Linked DNA regions of Mus musculus: region 2 is linked to region 1. The links are chromatin contacts, called in public Hi-C maps. All regions are on one chromosome and are shown on one strand. Each heading gives the region's core, a stretch centred on a gene start, on an enhancer-like site or on the middle of the called end of the contact. The rest is flanking DNA. Distances are from core to core; before and after follow the strand shown.

The links. A called contact is a pair of places that touch in the nucleus more often than the background predicts.
Region 2: a Hi-C map of uterus shows a contact between it and region 1. The contact joins the promoter of Fbxo5 here to the promoter of Syne1 in region 1. A contact is called at or near these places in 1 of 39 promoter capture datasets (embryonic stem cells), 2 of 15 datasets of contacts at CTCF or cohesin (the NIH/3T3 cell line and embryonic stem cells), 27 of 484 Hi-C or Micro-C datasets (the G1E-ER4 cell line, the HPC-7 cell line, LSK cells and 12 more) and 3 of 115 datasets of contacts at active chromatin or transcription factors (embryonic stem cells and pancreatic cancer cells).

What each region holds. Positions count from the first base shown.
Region 1 is chr10:5,484,220-5,489,773 of GRCm38.p6, reverse strand. It overlaps Syne1 (spectrin repeat containing, nuclear envelope 1), which reads left to right and starts at 1,460. Exons shown (of 146, transcript NM_001347711.1): 1 at 1,460-1,658. The coding sequence starts at 1,619.
Region 2 is chr10:5,801,389-5,806,924 of GRCm38.p6, reverse strand. Fbxo5 (F-box protein 5) reads left to right here and starts at 1,460. Exons shown (of 5, transcript NM_025995.2): 1 at 1,460-1,666; 2 at 4,393-5,056. The coding sequence starts at 1,588.

The DNA.
Region 1 (5,554 bases), core at 211-2,710:
CAGGACCCCAGGTCACAAATGTTGACTGGCAACTATTGGCATTCCAGTTGTAAAGGCATTTTACATGCTCATCTGCCCTCCACAAGAACTGCATGCGTGGGTTAAACATATATATGCGGGCAAATGATCCATATGCATAAAACAAAATATAAATAAAATCTCAAAATATTAAATGGTTAAATCATCAAATGAAATCTTTGTAATGGTTCTGAGGCACAAAGAGGCTCTTCAGCTCCTTAAAGTCTCATAGTAAATAAGATTACTATAAGTCTGAGTCAGGCATGTGGCCTTCCCAAAGTCCCAGAGCTACTGGTGAGAAAATGAGCGGTACCATCTGCCTTCCTGAAGACTAGATATTGTCTTCCCGTCAGCCATTGGAGTAGTCAACATCTTTTATTCTAAGAACGCCAGGGTATCTACAAGTTTAATATTAACAATAAGCATCACTATCCTAAGAGGAAAAAGAAAATGAATTGGATTCATCTTGTTTTGCTTGGCATCAGGTTAACAGCCACGGGTATGGCTCTGCTTGATTTCTGTTTTGTATGGAAGTTTCAGGCCACGGAATTATTTTATTTGAGTCCTAGAAAGACCAACACATCTGTGAACATTTCTTGTTTGGTGACCTGAACTTGAACTGCCTTGGGTATTCTTATATGGAACTTTAAAACACCCTTTCAGCCTTTTCACTCCAAACACTTGCCTCGTATATGAGCTCCTAACCAACACTTTCTATGCTTAAATAATTAAAAACCCTCTCTATTATTGTTCTAATAAATTTTAAAACTATATAATATTTTACCATGCCAATTTTCATAGCAAATATTTTAAATGTAGATTTAATGCGTATGTCAGAATTAGATGTTTGTAGAAAACTCAGGAAGCTGACTTAACAAATTAAACATAAACACTGTTATACCCGTGCAAACACAAATCAAACAAACAGCATTGAGATATCGGTCTACAAAAAAATTCACACGGTTTCTTCTCCTATGGCTTAAAATTAAAATTGAGAACAAATTTCTAAAGCAAGTATTCTAGGTGTGTTTTTATTTAACCCAGATGATTTTTAAACAAACAAACAAACAAACAAACACCTTTAAAAGTTATTGGTGGTTTGATTTCTCTAGCTTTGTTAGAATTTAATCGACAAAACCATGTGCTTCAAGGTAAACAGTGTGCGGAGATTTGATGGTTATATAAACTGTGAAATGACTGCATAATCGAATTAGCAATAAGAGTGGAACATGAAAAAAACACACAAACAAACAGACAAACAAACAAAAAACCCTAGTTCTGAATTATACAATGGAGACTGGCTTTATATTTTTATTAATTTTTTGTCCTACCTTGAAAAATGCCACTAAAGCATTTTTCATAAATTGATGTGCACACAGCTCCTGCAGGGGAGCTGGCACAGGAGCTGGGCATTTGGTCCGGACACAGGGGGTAAGGCTGAGGAACTAGGAACTAGAATGCCTGCACAGACGTGTTGCTATAGTGACCCTTGAAGGAGGAGCTGCAAAGAGAACTGACGTTCCCTTAGTGAGAACTATGTTTGGTTTAGATAGCAATTGAGTTGAGGCAACTTCCTAAAGTCCGTAAAAGTAGGTGGACTATGAGGAAAAGGATCTACAGGACTCCAGGTGTGATCAAAGGTACTGTTTGCTGCCGTGGTTGGGATGTGTGTGAGTGTGTATTTCCACCTCTAACACCAGCCAGGGTCCCAAAAACCTGTAAAGAGTGCTTGGAATAGACTTTAAAACAACTCAGAAAGTTTAAGGTATTTTTTTTCTTCTTATTGTATTGGAATCTAAAATGAATAGAAGCGAATGGTATTAATTGTATTGATGGCTTTGGAAAACTTAAAAAAACTAAATATAATGAAAACCTAAATAGCAAAAATATGTCTATGATCCTTCATTAGTATCTAAAACCTAAGACATCAGTGCGTGAAGGTTGGCCATTTGGTAGCGCTGAGTGATACCTTAAACTAAATATAGATGCTACTGAAACCTGAGTCACAGGACAAGAATCCTCATTGTCTCCTCATGGATCTATTTTTCTTTTTATTTCTTACTTAATGGCTTTAAATATTCTAACTCTTAGGTGTTTTACATATTTTATGTCTTCATGTGAATATAATGGAATTTACTTCATTGTATCTTTATTTTTTCTGATTTTTATAGATTTATTGAGTAGCAGTAGGCAAATAAATAGTATATATTTAATGTATACAAGTTAATGTTTTCATCAACATACAGAGTGATTATCAATATCAACATAATTAACATGTCATCACAATGTTACTGTGTGTGTGCTGCAAATATTTAAAATCTACTCTTGCCAATTTAAAGCATCTAATATTAATTACTAACTGTGCTCAGCATTTGTGCAGTAAATCAGCAGGTTTTGTTCATCCTTTAGACACAGCAACATATCCCCATTCTCATCAAACCCCAGTTTTGACAACCTGTAGTCATCTCTCTGCTCCTTTGTGAATCCAGCTTCTTTGGGTTCTAAACAGAAGTGAAATTACGTAGTCTTTGTCGTTTTGTATTTGACTTATTTCACTCACCATAACGTGGCTCTCTCATAATGTCACAAATGATAGTTACCCTTTTATGAAACTGGAATAAATCTCTCTGTCTGTCTCTCTATTTCTCTACTAGCTGTCTATTTATATCTATCTGTTGATAATATATCTATCATCTATCTAGATCTTTTATCTATCCATTTATTCCATGATGGACATTTAGATTGATTCCAAACTTGCATAACATAAACAATGCTGCATGAACATGGAGAGTAGATACCATTTCTTTAACATACTGACTTCATGACCTGAGGTGGCTTCTTAGAGCTGAGGTTGTCCAATTGTATCAAGTTCAAGTATCAACTTCATAAGGAGCTTCGACACCATTCTCCATAATGGCTGCACTAAACTTACTCCCAGCTGCAAGAGAACTGGTGTTTTCTTTCCTCTCCATCTTTCTTGACCCTTCTCTTCAGTTATTTGGTAACCTCCGCCACCCCACATGGCAGGTCAGCATTACATTGTGTCTTTGATTTGCACCCTCTAACAGTTTGTTGTTGACTTTCTCATCTCCTCGTTCTTGACCTTGATGCCCTTTGTTGAGTAATATTTGGGCAGGTTCCTTGCCCCTCTTACATGAAGTTGTGTGTTTCTTGCTCTGAGGTTCTTTGGTTTCTTGCATATCTTGGATATTAACCCCTTATCAGCTGTATGGTTTGTGGATGTCTTCTCCCTATCCACAAGACTCTTCAGTCTGCGTATTGTTCACTTTGCCAAACACACATTTTGGAACTTTGTGGTTTGATATAATTTCATTTAGACTTTTCTGTGCGAGAATGGTTTTCAGAAAATTACTATTCAAACCAATGTCAAAAAGCTTTTTACCTTGTTTGTTCCTCTGGTAGTTTTATAGCTTCGGGACTAGAAATGTTTAAATCCCTGTTCCATTTCTTTTTTTTTTTTCTTTTTTAGATTTATTTATTTTGAGTATATGTAAGTACACTGTAGCTGTCTTCATACACTCCAGAAAAGGGTGTCAGATCTCATTACGGATGGTTGTGAGCCACCATGTGGTTGCTGGGATTTGAACTTTGGACTTTCGGAAGAGCAGTCGGGTGCTCTTACCCACTGAGCCATCTCACCAGCCCTTCCCTGTTCCATTTCTATTTGACTTCTGTGTGTAATTAAATGTACAAGTCAGCTTAATTCTCCCACGAATATCCCTTGTTCACATAGAACCTTCGATTGCAGAGACTCCCTCTCCACTGTGTAGTCTTGGTGCCCTGTCAAAGGATTAACTCCCTGTGTTCTGCATGACGGTTTTCTCTGTTTTTTTTATTCGTTCCCTTGTTTGTTTCAGTGTCTATTCAAGTATTATACAATTTGATTATTGTAGTAAGGTAATGTGAAATTAGTAAAGATGATTCAGCCAGTTTTGCGTTTTTTCCGATAGTTATCGCTATGCATTTGTCCTTTGTTTTAGTTTTGATGGTTTAAGGCGGTCCCCAAAGTTGTCATTTCTTTATTTTTCTGTTACGATGACCTGTTTATTTCTGAAAATAAAATATTGAATTTTGCTATTATCATTGCACTGCAAATCTATGTTAACCTTCATTTTTGTTGGTATTTATTGTGTATAATTAAGTACTCTGAATTTTAAAGTAGTATACATAGATATCTAATAGTTTATTAATAAATGGACCCTATTGTCATTATATACTAAGTGATATTTCACACTTAAAGTATATGTTGCTTGATACATATGTAGTAACCCTTGATTTTTTCACAACTCCCATGGAATCAGTTAATCCATCCCTTCACCTGAAGCCTATGTGTGCTCTTAAGTTCATCTAGTGTAGAATATCTTAATCCCCCCAGAATTTTTATGTATTGTAATTATATATATATATATGTATATATATATATATAGTGATATAGTGATATAGTTATAGTTATTAGTAAGTAAGAACTTATTTCTTCCACTTTGTCCCCTGACTGCCTTGCAGCCCCCATTTCTGCTCTGTCTGTCTTCTCTCTTGTGACTTGATGGTTGCTTACCACAGCATTGCTTACCATGGTTATCCTGAGATGTATAGGAAACATCCTATCATTGTACCTTTGACTGTATGAGGAAAACCTGCTTTAGCTCTTCTTCCCACACTTGTTATTGATATCACAATTCACATCTTTTTATTGAACTCTTTACACATTATTATAATCATAGCTGTCCTGAATACTTATTTAGCTTTTGCCTTAGTTTTACCTGGCCATCACAGTACGGAGTGTTCTAAATTTGATTTCTGTTAGCTTTATAATGATTTTCTGATTTCATATTTTCACCCTGTTACACTTTTTCTGTTTCTATCTGAGCAACTCCTTTTAGCATTTCTTGTGAGGTAGACCTAGAAGTGATGAACTCCCTCATCTTTTATCTGGAAATGTTCTTATTCCTTACTTAAAAATACGTTGAACTATTTGTTCGTCAGTTTGTTAGTCTCCATTTAGAGTTGATTACTAGTGCTTTATTTTGCTTTTTTGATGGTGTCATTTGCAAAATAATCATTTGCAAACCTTCTGGGTTTCTCTTGGTCCCTGAGAAACAGAAGTCACTGGCACTTCTTTGAGTCTTCACAGACAAAGCTGTTCACCCACCAGTCAGCCTGTCTGTAGATTGTAGGCAAATCAGCTAAGGGGTTTGTTCTGGTGTCTTTTTCCCCCTGCTAATTTATTTATTTTTCCACTTTACATTCTTATCACAAACCATTCTCTTTTTCTCTCAGTCCCATCCTTACAAACTCCTGCCTCCCAAGACCCCCTTTCCTTCTCCTCAGGGAAGGGCAACTGCCCTGGGACATCACGTCATAGCAACCTGATGCTCTGGTGTCTTAAAGCAGGATGGACTGGTGCTTGGGTTGTAGAACATATGGATCCATTGCGTGGGCACCTAGGTGCATTCTCAGCACCTTATACCATTGAGGTGGGCCTAAACTATTGCCTACTGTGATCATGGCAATGTGG
Region 2 (5,536 bases), core at 211-2,710, 320 kb before region 1:
ACAGGGCTCGTGTCTTTTCAGCCTTTTTACTTAGAGGCAAAGTTCTCAGGTACAAAACAGAAATAGCGGTCAAGATTTTGGTAAGCAACACCACCTACATCACTATTTTTTTTGCAACACTCCAAACGTGAAAATGCCAGAAAACTAGGGATAAACAAAAAGAATTTGATAAAAACTGGATCCACCCAACGTTTGTATGACTCAGTCCAATCTTGGTCCCGCTTTACACAGGAGCTGCATGGAACACTAACAGAAAGTCATATGCTCTTGCAGAAAAGCAAGAGGGAAATGGCATATCCTGTAGCTTTACTGCTCTGTAGTCTGAAAAGAAGTTAAGTGTATTGTCACCACTTAGAAATAAATTCAAGACGTGCATGCCCAGCATCATTAGTGGTGCACTATAGCTCACCATCAGACTTAATAATACTTTCACTCTCGCCTTTGATATAAAAATATCCACGCAGCCAGGGCGCTCCACCCCAAAGAGACGGGAGTCTGACTTATTTAGGGGAACAGGTCGGCTGTCGAGCCTAGCCAACGAAGGTTAAGAACACATAAAATAAAATACAAATTAACACTTTTAAGAATTCGTGGTGGTTGAAAACCCAAAAGAATGCAATGGCCAAAGCAGGGCTATACAGAGAAACCCTGTCTCGAACCGGCCCCCCCGCCCCCAACCCAAAAAAAAGAAAAAAAGAATGCAATGGCCAGATCTAAGTTAGGCCGCGCCCTCAGCCTTCGGAAGGCGCCAAGCAAAGGGACGCCGGGGTCCTGCTGCGCGCCATCCCCAGGGCAAGGGCGGTTCTCCGGTCACATGTCCCCCCCAGCTAGTCCGCCCCGCCCGGAGGGAACCGCCAGGCTCCTCGCGCGCAAGCGCCAACCCGCCAACTCCGTAGTGGCGGCCGCGCAATACGCAAGCGCAGGAGCTCCAGGCAGGGGGTGGAGCCAATTTAGGAGGGAGAGTAGAGCGCGCCTAAATCCTAGAGAGGCGGGTCCGGAGCCAGGGGAAGGGCTTGTTTTCCGGAAGGTGTGCACTCAGAGTGGCGGGTTTGCAGCTCTGCAAACTCGCTCGTAACAGACGATGGAGGAAGACTGGGGGCCCGCCTGTGTCCATCACAGACTTTCAGGCAGAAGTCGGAGCTGTCCCCAGGACATGAGGACTCTGGAGAAGCCGGTTCGCGGGATAACGGAGGGGGGGTGCGGGGAGAGGGCAGCATGGCGGGTTTGCGCAGAGGACCAGCCGCCTTCACAGGCCACGCCTACATGGGCGTGCTTGCCAGCTCCATCAGCAACTTTGGGGAGGCGAGGATCTGGGCGTGTGGGAGGAGCCCAGGCTCCAGGGCTGGCTCCGCCCCCGCGCCCTCCTATTGGGCGAGCGAGGGCGTCCTCTCATGCCGCCTGCCTATTGGCACGCTTGTGCAAACGCCGCGCCCCATTGGTCTGTTCTGATTTGGGCACCAAATTCAAAGATTTTAAAAGTACCAGCTGGCGCCTTTTAAGAGCTGCGGCTCGGCGCCTCGTCTGGCCGGCCACCTTTTTCCTGTCGTCGCCGCCACCTCCCCAGCATTGGAGCCCGAGTTTTGCGGCATGAGCCGGCGCACCTGCAGTGACCTGCGCCGGCCGTCCTCCTGTCCCTGCCGTCTTGGCGCGCGGACTACCGTGGACGGTGAGTGTGAGGCGGGCATCGTGGGAATCCTTTCTCTGTGGCGGCAGCCTCAGAAACTGGGTGCTTGCAGATCACGGTGTTCCGGGCCTCAGGCGACCTATTTGGGCCCGGGACTGGGAGGAAGGCGCGGAGCAAGGGTGGCTGGTGCAGAGTGGGACAGATGTGGTCGGCCTTGTACGGGGTCCTACTATTCCATCCCACCCCGAGACCCTGCACTGGGGACGTGCAAGGTAGTGGCTTCTGCGCGCCGCATTCCACCCCACCCCCTGCCTGGGCGCCAAATGCCCCCTCCTCTCCCCTCCTCAACTCATGCTCGAGCTGTGACAGGACTGTGGGACTCCAAGCTGGCCAGATGGCCCCATCTCTAGCCTCTACGCCCCCCATTTCACAACTCATCTATCTCACATCCATACTCAGTCTCCGTAACTTTTTGCCCTCAGAGCCCTGGCTGGAGAGCGCGGGAGATTGAGCTCCGCGCTTATCTCCCGCCTTCCCTCGTGCACCGCGCCCTCGGGGCACCTCCCACCACCGACCCCCTCAGCATTTCTAGGGGCTCCTTCTCAGCTCCCGCCAAATGTAAAGGACCCCCCAGCCCCCGCCTGCCCACTGTACCAAATGGAAAAAGTTTTTTTTTTCCTCCCCTGTTTTGCTGCTTCTCAGTAAGTCTCAAGGCCTGGAGTCAGCAGGGCCTTTTAAAAAGCGCCCTTTTTCCTCCAAAACGGTGAGTTTGCCTGTAGTGTTTAGCTGATGAAAGAATCGAGGAGGGATTGTTTAATTTTCGGGTGTTTTGAAGAATTAATGGTCACTTTTTCCAACGTTTAGGTGAGCAGAGAGAATCAATTGTTTATTTTCTTATTAATTTTTTATCTTTCTTGGCATCTCAATGAAAGATGCATCGGTTCTATCGTAGAAAATTTCCAACTGAAGGAAGAGGTAATTCATTCTCTCTCTCTCTCTCTCTATATATATATATATATCCTCAATAATCTTTCTTCATCAGAAAAGGAATTAAGTCTTGAAGAGAAGAAAGTACTAGCTTAGCAGAATGTGTCTGTAAAAGAGTACCCGAGTCTCCGTTAGAAAATAAGAAATTTAATGGTTTACGAAGGGATTCTTTTGCTCAGCTTTCCTCCTCAGGAAATGCTTGCTGCCCCCAACTCCCCTCCCCCACTGGGTTTACAGCCTTGAAGAAACCTTAAAAAATAATTAGAACATTTAAATATTTTTCAAAGTAGACTTAAAGGTTTTCTCTTGGCTTATACTTTCAATCACCTTTCCTCACCCTTGCACAAAGAAGGGATGGTGTTTGACCTTGGCCACATGGCTGGGGACTGAGACTGAAACCTAGTTAACATATGGAAGAGCTAAGACTTTAAGGCCAGCTTTCATTACAGTCTTTAATCTGGAGTGTAAAGCCTGTGTTTATAAGTTAAATGAAAGGCCAGACTTGGTGCACTTTAGCTCTCCACCTTTCCCCCATCCCGTGATTGGCTGAGGGGTGCTAATGTGAGTTCTAAAACATTGAAATATTTTTCGTTTTATCTGTAAGTTCATTTAAGGACAGCCCCCTCCCCAAAACCTAATAGAATAAGCTGGTCAGAAAGCTCCGCAGAGATTCTTTCATTTGAAGTTTTGCCTCCTCATTTGTGCTTTTGTGGAATTTATCTTGATTTTCAGTGTAAGAAATGCCAGCAAGTTTGCCTTTTTGTGATTTAACTAGATAAACAGATGCTTTTAATTAGATCATCCATTTAATCCAGTTTTGTTTTCTTCCCCATTTTGTGGGTGGGAAAACTGAGGCCAAGTTTTTGCCATTAAGTGGATATCAGATGAAAATAGCAAGACTAGATATGTACCCCACATTTGTTTGATTGGGGGAGTATGGAATTCCTTAATCTGCCTTTGTGTCTACCTAACATGAACATAATATAAAATATTTCTTACTGTTTTGGAGCACTTAGAAATTGAAATCTCTTGCTCTCAGATGGATTTAGCTGTGTGTGTGTTAAGGTCCAGACTCTTATCTTCTGATACTTCTCTCTAATTTAGAAAACAGAGTCCTGTAGTCTGGAGAAGTTTAAAAGAAAAAATACTTAAAAATCAAAATGATGTCAGCATGTGCAGTGCAGCCCCAGGCCAGCTGGGACAGCTGTGAGATGAGAATTAGAGCAGTGCGGGCCAAAGGTAAACATTGCACAGGCAGACGGAGAGCATCTCCCTGTGCTGATGCCGGAGCTGCCTGTCCTATGGCTTTCTTGCTCCTGCAAGTCCTCTGTCTCAAAGAAATGAGGCCGTGTGGTCTCAGTCTCAGTTCAGAGGAACTGACTAAGGGAACTCAGGGAAGGGAGGGACGGCGGGGGTGGGGGGGTGCTGCCCCATCAGCTTCACCTGTGCAGCATGACGCCTGCTGTGCCCACAGAGAAGAGTTAGTGGAGGAGAGGAGGCTTGGCTCATTAGTTCTAAGGAAGCCTATGGAAATGATAGCTAGATGGGGTGTGGCGTCCTGGAACTGTGTCATGTATGGGTTTTAGTTAATAGTATTGAGTTAATATTCTGTTTATTGGCACATGCACACCATGGTAATGGAAGATATCCATTTCTGGTGCTGGGTATATAAGGGTTATGATAATGTCTATAAAGACCCAGAGTTCAGTTCTCAGCAAGACGTTGGGGAACAAGTTACCACAAAAGTGATTTTTATTCTATTTCTTGTGTACTTTTTGTAGGTTGTAAAGAAGAAAGCCCTGTTCTTTCTGTTACAATGAAGTGTTTTAATTGCAACCCTGATCTTTCCGAGCTTGAAGTGGTGAAGCCTGAGGACAGTGGGATAGAAGCTTCCTACAGTCCCGTGTGTTTGGAACCTTCCTGTAATGACTGTGTTAGAAACCATGAGAGGTTGTCTTTCATCGACTCACCAATTGTGGGACATGATAACAAGGAAAATCAACGCGTACAAAACACACTAGATAGTTCAAACGAAACAGAAGAGCTAGAGGCCAGTAGACTGTATGAGGACAGTGGCTACTCATCTTTCACACAAAGTGACCGTGACGATGGCATCCTTATCCTGGAGAATTTCAGAAACAGTCCCCAGGCCCGTCTGCTGCCATCACAGAGCCCGGACCAGCATCCCAACAAAACCTTGCTGCCTGTCCTGCATTTTGAAAGAGTGGTTTGCTCAACACTAAAAAAGAATGGCAAGCGAAACCCTAAAGTGGATCGAGAAATGCTGAAGGAAGTTATTGCCAGCGGGAACTTTAGACTGCAAAATATAATTGGCAAGAAAATGGGCCTGGAGCACCTAGACATCCTGGCTGAGCTCTCCCGCAGGGGATTCGTGCACCTGTTGGCTAACATTTTGACTAAGCTCAGCGGCATGGACTTAGTAAAGTGAGTTTGAGGGTGTTGCGCACTGCATGTATAGATAACATAGGACCTGGTTGAGCAGACCAATGTAAAGTGGTCTTAGTGCTGACTTCCTTTTAATGTTTGGTTGACATTTGAAATGGAAGAAAATCTATGGAAATCTGCATCCAGTCTTGTCACTTTGAATTTCATAGTCTGCCATTAGAAGAATGTATTCTATACTGAATTATCTGGCTAGCTGCAATGAAATGGGTAGATAAGGTGGTTTCTATTAGTGGGTGGTTTCTGTATTCAGCATTGTGAGGTGTGCTATTTCAGTTGATGTAATAGATTTTTCAAAATTGGTTACAAGTTAGCCTAATATCCTGTCACACTAAGGTGGAGGTGTATACATTGTACTGGTGTGAAATTGCTTATCCTAATAGATACTCAAGACAAAAATGGATATACAACAAGCTTGGTGGGAGTTTTTTTAAAAACTTAAAAAGTTTTGGCTGGCTCTTT